Linked DNA regions of Urocitellus parryii: region 2 is linked to region 1. A link is a contact called in public Hi-C data. All regions are on one chromosome and are shown on one strand. The core of a region is the stretch at or near the end of the contact, and the rest is flanking DNA. Distances in the headings are between cores, read along the strand shown. Region 1 holds the start of Tbc1d15 (TBC1 domain family member 15). Region 2 holds the start of Zfc3h1 (zinc finger C3H1-type containing).

The links. Hi-C and Micro-C count contacts between places; a contact is called where the count stands out from the background.
Region 2: a Hi-C map of muscle shows a contact between it and region 1, with 4 times the contacts expected there. The contact joins the promoter of Zfc3h1 here to the promoter of Tbc1d15 in region 1. A contact is called at or near these places in 2 of 2 Hi-C or Micro-C datasets (liver and muscle).

Annotation. Positions count from the first base shown.
Region 1 is chr5:45,308,465-45,311,822 of mUroPar1.hap1, forward strand. It overlaps Tbc1d15 (TBC1 domain family member 15), which reads right to left and starts at 1,496. Exons shown (of 18, transcript XM_026386674.2): 1 at 1,419-1,496. The coding sequence starts at 1,448.
Region 2 is chr5:45,474,804-45,478,161 of mUroPar1.hap1, forward strand. It overlaps Zfc3h1 (zinc finger C3H1-type containing), which reads left to right and starts at 1,692. Exons shown (of 34, transcript XM_077798447.1): 1 at 1,692-2,544. The coding sequence starts at 1,947. It overlaps Thap2 (THAP domain containing 2), which reads right to left and starts at 1,620. Exons shown (of 3, transcript XM_026386601.2): 1 at 1,029-1,620. The coding sequence starts at 1,099.

The DNA.
Region 1 (3,358 bases), core at 246-2,745:
TCCAAGGGTTCTTTCAAAATCAAACCAAGCCTGAAACGAGGGTTGGCGGGGTGTAGTTTAAATAGAAAGCATCTCTTCTTGGAAAGAGCTGGATTGGCTCACCCAAATGGAAAATTAAATAAGATAACTTTCTAAGAAAGTTAAGCAGAAGATCAGCATCTATCTTGAATAAAAAAGACAAAAATTGGTAAGAACAAACAATCCAAAAAAGGATGTCCAATCTATTATTTAAAAGAAGCAGTACATGAAAGATGTAATCTATTTCATGTTTTAGTTTTATGTACTCCTAAGTACTCTAATACAAGAAATAATTATTAGCATCACTACCATTCTGCCGATTAAGCATATGAAGAACAGAGCAGTCGTAACTGCCCAATTTCCCAAGGTCACACTTCTGTTGAACAGCAGAAAGAAGATCATATTTGTTATTCTGCCACCTAGTCTACTCCATAGATCAAACCACAAAGGTATCAAATAATTCAAAATGGAAAGGAATGCAGCAGGGAGAGTATGAGTGAAACTCAAGGAACAGAGGAAGCTCTCTAAAAGGAGTAAACAGCCCTTAGTGTTCTATGAGTCATTACTAATCAGCCCCAGCTGTTTAGGATATACCCAAACTCTGGGAAATGCTGCTAGTTGCATGTCATAAAACTGACAGCCCTAAACATGCATAAACTGTGCCCTTGGAACTTGAACTGGCAATACACAACGAAATCTCTTCCACACCTAGTTCCTACCGAACTAGGAGGATGTCACTGCCTACACTCTGTGAAACAGCACGACAGATACCCCCATGGAATCACTCCGGAGACATCTAGGAAATAAATGATTCAACAAATTCCTTTACAGACAAGCATGGGATGGTGCAAATTTCCAGTTCTCTCTACGGAAACATATCTTGCTGCTGACAACCATCACAAAAATCGGTAATTTGTAAAATGGACCCAACAGGCTCTCTTCTACTAAGTGCACAGCTGCAAAGCATCTACTCAAGTCCTCCCGAAGGTAGCATAGAAGCCTTCACCAGAGGGAAGCAAATAAAGACACCTGCAGGTCTGGTTACCGTCTCAAAGAGAGAAAAGACGTTGGAGTCAAGAGTAGACAGAACTAGAGTCAGGAAGCCCCTCCCCCGCACTAGAGAGCCACCTGTCCCTAAATAAAAATAATACAAACGAAAACCACCTGGCTCTGGTGCAAAGCAGAGCATAGAGAGCCAAGGCCTAGGTGGCTCTTACTCCCTGGCTGAACCGGCATTCGGGGGAAACAGCTGACGAAACCCAGTCCTCCTCTTCTACATCCGCCACGGGCTGTTCCCGACGCAGATAAGCCCTCATTTCCCCTCCCCTGCCGGGACCCAGCCACCAAAAGCACCCGTGTCTCGGAGAAAACCGGGAGTGTTCCCTGGGGCCGTTACTCACCTTCCCGCTCACAACACCCGCCGCCGCCATGTTTCCTGCGCGTGCCTGGTGATGACGTCGCCGTACCTCACGTGTCTCTCGAATTCACAACAACATCCGGCAAAACTAAAAGGACGTCCGGGCGGGAAAGGGGCGGGGAGTGGCGGGAATCGTGCGAGGGGAGGGGCGAGAGGAGCCTCCTGACGCATGCGCGCTGAGGAAGCCGGATTCTGGTGCAACAGTTCACCTGTGCCAGCTTTTTTTTCCTGCGGCGCCTCTTAAATGAGCTGTAGTTTGTATTGGGGGTTAACCTAGAGGCGAGACTTCGCACCTACAGCGGTTAGAAGGGCGGGCCTCTTATCTTTGGTGTGATAAAAAGAACATCACATTTGGAGCCAGCAATCATGGTCCAGGCTTTGTGGCCATAGCAAGTCTTCAACACACTCTAAACCTTAGTAAAATCAGCATAGCGTTGCTGTGAGCTATCCGGGAAGATAAAGAACCGCCAGCTCTCTGACTGAGATGCACTCACAAGAGACTTTAACCCCTCTGAATTCAAGGTTTCTGAATTTGAGTCTGGTTACTGCCACTCACACATAACTTTGAGCAAGGTATTTCTGTAGGAACTGAGTATACCAAGCCCTCCTGGGTCCAGAGTTAAGGCCCATAATTTAGAGTCACTGCTTCAGTTGCTTAACAGCTGTGTGACTTGAAGTAATTTTCTAAATGCATCCCCGCTTCAGAATACAAAGTGGGAATTATGCATGGAGTGATTGTAGTGAATCTCTTAAGACAATGCACGTATGGTAACAGGTTTGTAAGGATATTAAAATAATTTATTCTCAGTCCTGTAAAAGAACGCAGAGAATGATTAATCGCTACTCTTTGATAGCTCTGGTACAGGATCTGGGGCTTCTCCAGGCCCAGAACAGAATAAAAAGTCCCTGTGCACCAAAAACACCTGCCCCGACCCTGTTGAAGTGATTCTCTGTTCACCCAGTGGAGAGAGAAGTTAAAGGCTTTTAAAGTAAATGGGAATCCAAGGGAATAGCAGAAAAGATGGGTCGCAGGGTCTGTGACTATTAGGAACCTAGTCACCGAGGGAGGTGGCACAATCCAAGATAGAAGTGAATGTGTAGCACCACTAGGAAGGCTGAACTCTAGGTCTCAGAGATTCCAATCAAGGCCAGGACCCCCAGGCCCAAGCCAGGCATGGAATCAGGAAAGAGACTCACCTGCAAGAAAAGGGGTGTGGTTAGAGAAAAATATACCCTGTGTTTGGAGAAAAGTTGATGCTTTTAGCACAGTGTCAGAAATAGAAGCTCAATAAATGGTAGCTGTATATAAGAAGCTTGGGAACTGAAGGCTTCTTATTGACTTATCTTCCAACAGCTCTCAAATGCTGGCACTACCCACAAACTATCCTTAGACCTCTTTACCTTTTTCTCCAAACACTGTTCCTGGGCCTTTATCCTTATATTCTGGCATGGTCACCTCCCATGTGCCATTAACACCCAAATATCTCCAGCCCAGGCGGCTCTCCTAAACTATACTCCCATACATCTACTGCCTGCTGCACTTTTAATTTAAATCACCTGTTTACATCTCAAAGAATACTAAACCTTTGCTTCTCAAAGTCCTCAGGCCAACAGCATGAGCAGCACATGGGTGCTTGTTAGAAATACAGAAATGCAAATCCCACCTTGGAATTATACTGAACAAAACTCTGCTTCTTGCCATGCTTGGTGGCACAAGCCTCTAATTCCAGTGGCTCCGGAGTCTGAGGCAGGAAGATGGTGAATTCAAAGCTAGCCTCAGCGTCTTAGTGAGGCCCTAAGTACCTGGGTGAGACCCTGTCTCTAAATAAAATACAGAAAAGGGCTGGGGATGTGGCTTAGTGGTTAAGTACCCCTGGATTCAATCCCCAGTACCCAAAAAATAAAATAAAATAAAAAATCTGC
Region 2 (3,358 bases), core at 442-2,941, 170 kb after region 1:
CTCCCCATTCAATTCTAAACTCTAGTTCTTAACTTTCTGAATCCTTAACACAATGTCAGGCAATTAGGAATTCAGTATATATTCGATGGATGAATGAATAAAGCACTACTTTTGCATTAAGTAGTTTAAAAACAAACATCACAAGAATTTTTTTTTTTTAATGGTAGCTTTAGTAATGGGTGTGCTTTTAGTAATAGTGAAGTCGGGAAAAGGTTAAAGATATGATTTTCTATATACTGATATTATATAAGTTCTGAGGTATATAAAATCAGAATTGTTTTCATTTAACTTTTTAATATTTCTTTTGTTTGGGCAGGTGGAAGGCACCTGAAGAGAACATGAACATGTACCAAGTACCTATTATATGCCAGGCAGTCTTCAAAGTGCCTTCAAGAGTTCTGATTTGACAGAGTTAAAGAATTTGGATTGCTTTTCCAGCAAACGGAAGGAGAAATAAGGCCTCGGTTCTTTCTATTTCTCTGTTCAAGAAAGCTTACTTATCTTTTGCTCTTTCACTAATTGCTTTATTTTATAGCTATCAATTATGACTCAGTTCCTCCGCAGTTATTGTGTGTGTGTGTGTGTGTGTGTGTCTATTAGAAATTTAAATGCTTCCCATGTCAGTTCAGCTAGTGAGAATTCTCCAGTTTTAATGGGAACATAGCAGGCTTTTCAAAAGGCGACTGTTGACTGGAAGGGAGTAAGATCCTCTCCCTTATGGCGTCATTCTTATCAAGACATGGACTAATATTTAGGAGCAAAAAGAGTGGAAAATTAAGGTATCCTGCTGTCACTTTCTCTAAGGAGTAGTCACCGTACAGTACTTGGATTGCTTTTAGAAAACGAGTAAAACTTTCCCTGAGGGAAAAATTGGACAGATTTGAGAAACACAATGGACAAAAATGATGTCTTCCTTGTTACTAGTTGGGAAAGTTGGTAAAAATTAGAATTCTCCTGTTCCTTCTACACAAGCAATACTCAGACTAGCATCTCCCATTTCCGTCACCCCCACTCCCTCCCCAGGTTACCTGTGGAAGCTGATGTTAATGTGCTTGTTGTAGGTAGTTGCACAGCCCGCTGCGGCGCAATTGGTCGGCATTTCCCTTTACCCCTCATTCGGTGCTATCTTAAGCCTGTTCTGAGCTGCTAAGCTTTCTTCCGACAAAGGCTAGACAACTGAGGCAAGCGAAAGGCCCAGCAAGCTTAGTCGCGAAAGCAGGGTGGGAAAATGGGTGTGTATGGAAGGAGGGTTGCAAAGGAGGGTCAACCTTCCCTTTCTCTTTAATAATATGGCGGATTTGCGCCCGCAGAGCCAACCATCCTGGAGCTCTAGGCGCTCTCGTCTGCCTTCACCAATATGGCGGACCCCCCTCCCCGGTTCCCAGAAGGGAGTATCTTTGACAGTGGTCCTCGGAGCAATTGAAAGACAGAGGTGTTTTCCCCTCGGATTACCAAGAAACGTTCTGACATCTACAATAAGCAGGTCCGCCCACCCCGGCAAGCACCCAGTTGTCCCAATTCCTAGCCTGGGGTGGGTGTGAACCGTAGACCCGAAGGGCGAACCCGATGACAGGCGAGAGACTACATATCTCGGCGAGCACTGCGATAGTCGTCAGTATCGCGTGAGCTGGGAACCTCGTTTCCTGCGTGCTGTAGGAAGTGACGTCTCGGACACCGCCACTTCCACTGCCCCCATCTCGCGAGGCGGAAGAGCCCTGATCGCGGAGGAGCAAGGGGGCGCTAGGAGAGGGAACTGGCTTGCGACGGTCCGGCGAGAAAGAGCTGGGGTGCGGGCAAGTTGGGGAGCAGAGCCCGCTAGGTGTCTTGAGTACGGTAAGGCCTCACCTATCGGGTCTGTTAGTAAAGAAAGGAGCCGAGGAGAAAGGCAGTTGTCGGGCGGATCCCGGACGGAGGGCTAAGGTTGTGTGGAAGGTGCTGCTCCCCGGATGGCGACCGCTGATACTTCGGCCCCGGCCTCCAGTGGCCTCTCGCCGAAGGAAGAAGGGGAGCTTGAAGATGGGGAGATCAGCGATGACGATAACAACAGCCAGACACGGAGCCGGAGTAGTAGCAGCAGCAGTGGCGGCGGCCTGTTACCTTATCCGCGGAGAAGGCCTCCTCACCCGGCCCGGGGTGGTGGATCCGGCGGAGGCGGTGGCTCTTCCTCGTCATCGTCCTCTTCTCAGCAGCAGCTGAGGAATTTCTCACGCTCGCGGCACGTCTCTGAACGGGGCCACCTCAGGGGACATAGCAGCTACCGACCCAAAGAACCATTCCGGTCTCATCCGCCCTCGGTGCGGATGCCTTCCAGCTCACTGTCCGAAAGCAGCCCGCGGCCGTCTTTCTGGGAGCGCAGCCACATCGCCTTGGACCGTTTCCGCTTTCGAGGCAGGCCTTACCGGGGTGGTAGTCGCTGGAGTCGGGGGCGAGGCGGGGGTGACCGAGGCGGCAAGCCGGGGGGCAGACCTCCTCTGGGAGGAGGAGCAGGATCCGGATTCAGCAGTAGTCAGAGCTGGCGAGAGCCCTCTCCACCTCGGAAGAGCTGTATCCTTAACGTGGCGATCTGCCCTGGGTGTGTCACTCAAAGTTCCCTTAAGCGTCATTACTAGGTCTATGAGTGTAACTTTTCAGAACCGCTTATTTGTTCTTGTGTCAGTATACTTAAAGTAAGTTGTTCTTTGGTAATTTCCATGTGTCACCCTATAGCAGTGTTTCTTAGATTGCTTTATTGGGTAGATTGCTTTTTAACATTAAATGTGTTATGGATTGAAAGCTATAGAATCAAATACGATCAAATCAGTATTGTAAGAAGCACAAGTTTTCATTAGCATTTTTTTAAAACTAGTACAGTAAGTATTTCAAGTGAATTTGACTTAAGATTGTTGGATGAAAAATAGTAAACAGTTTGGGGAATGCTGTTACTTGAATTGTGTGCACTTTGACATTGGAAATTGTGAAGTCTGATTCGGCATAATCCTATCATTCTGATAATTCCTTTTTTAAAAGCCTTTTTTGAGTTATTCTTTCCCACTGCTACCTTTTAAAGTGGAAAAGAAAAAGGAGGGGGGGGGCTCAGTGTCTTTTCCTGTGTTCACTTTTGGGCATTTTATAACTCGCAGTGCTGTCTAAATGTGGACTACAGAGAAAAATAAACTTTGCCAGCATTTTTATTTTAATATATTAGTTGTGTCGATTATGGAAAGACAGAAGGAAAACAGCAAAATATCTTAAGATTTTATTTCCTCTGAATTTATTTTCAGTGATTTTTAACATTGCAGAGTTAGAATTGATACTAAGAAATTAATCACCTCAAGTTTTCTTGTTTTATAGAACTGTGTCTTGACTCTGTGGTAACTGT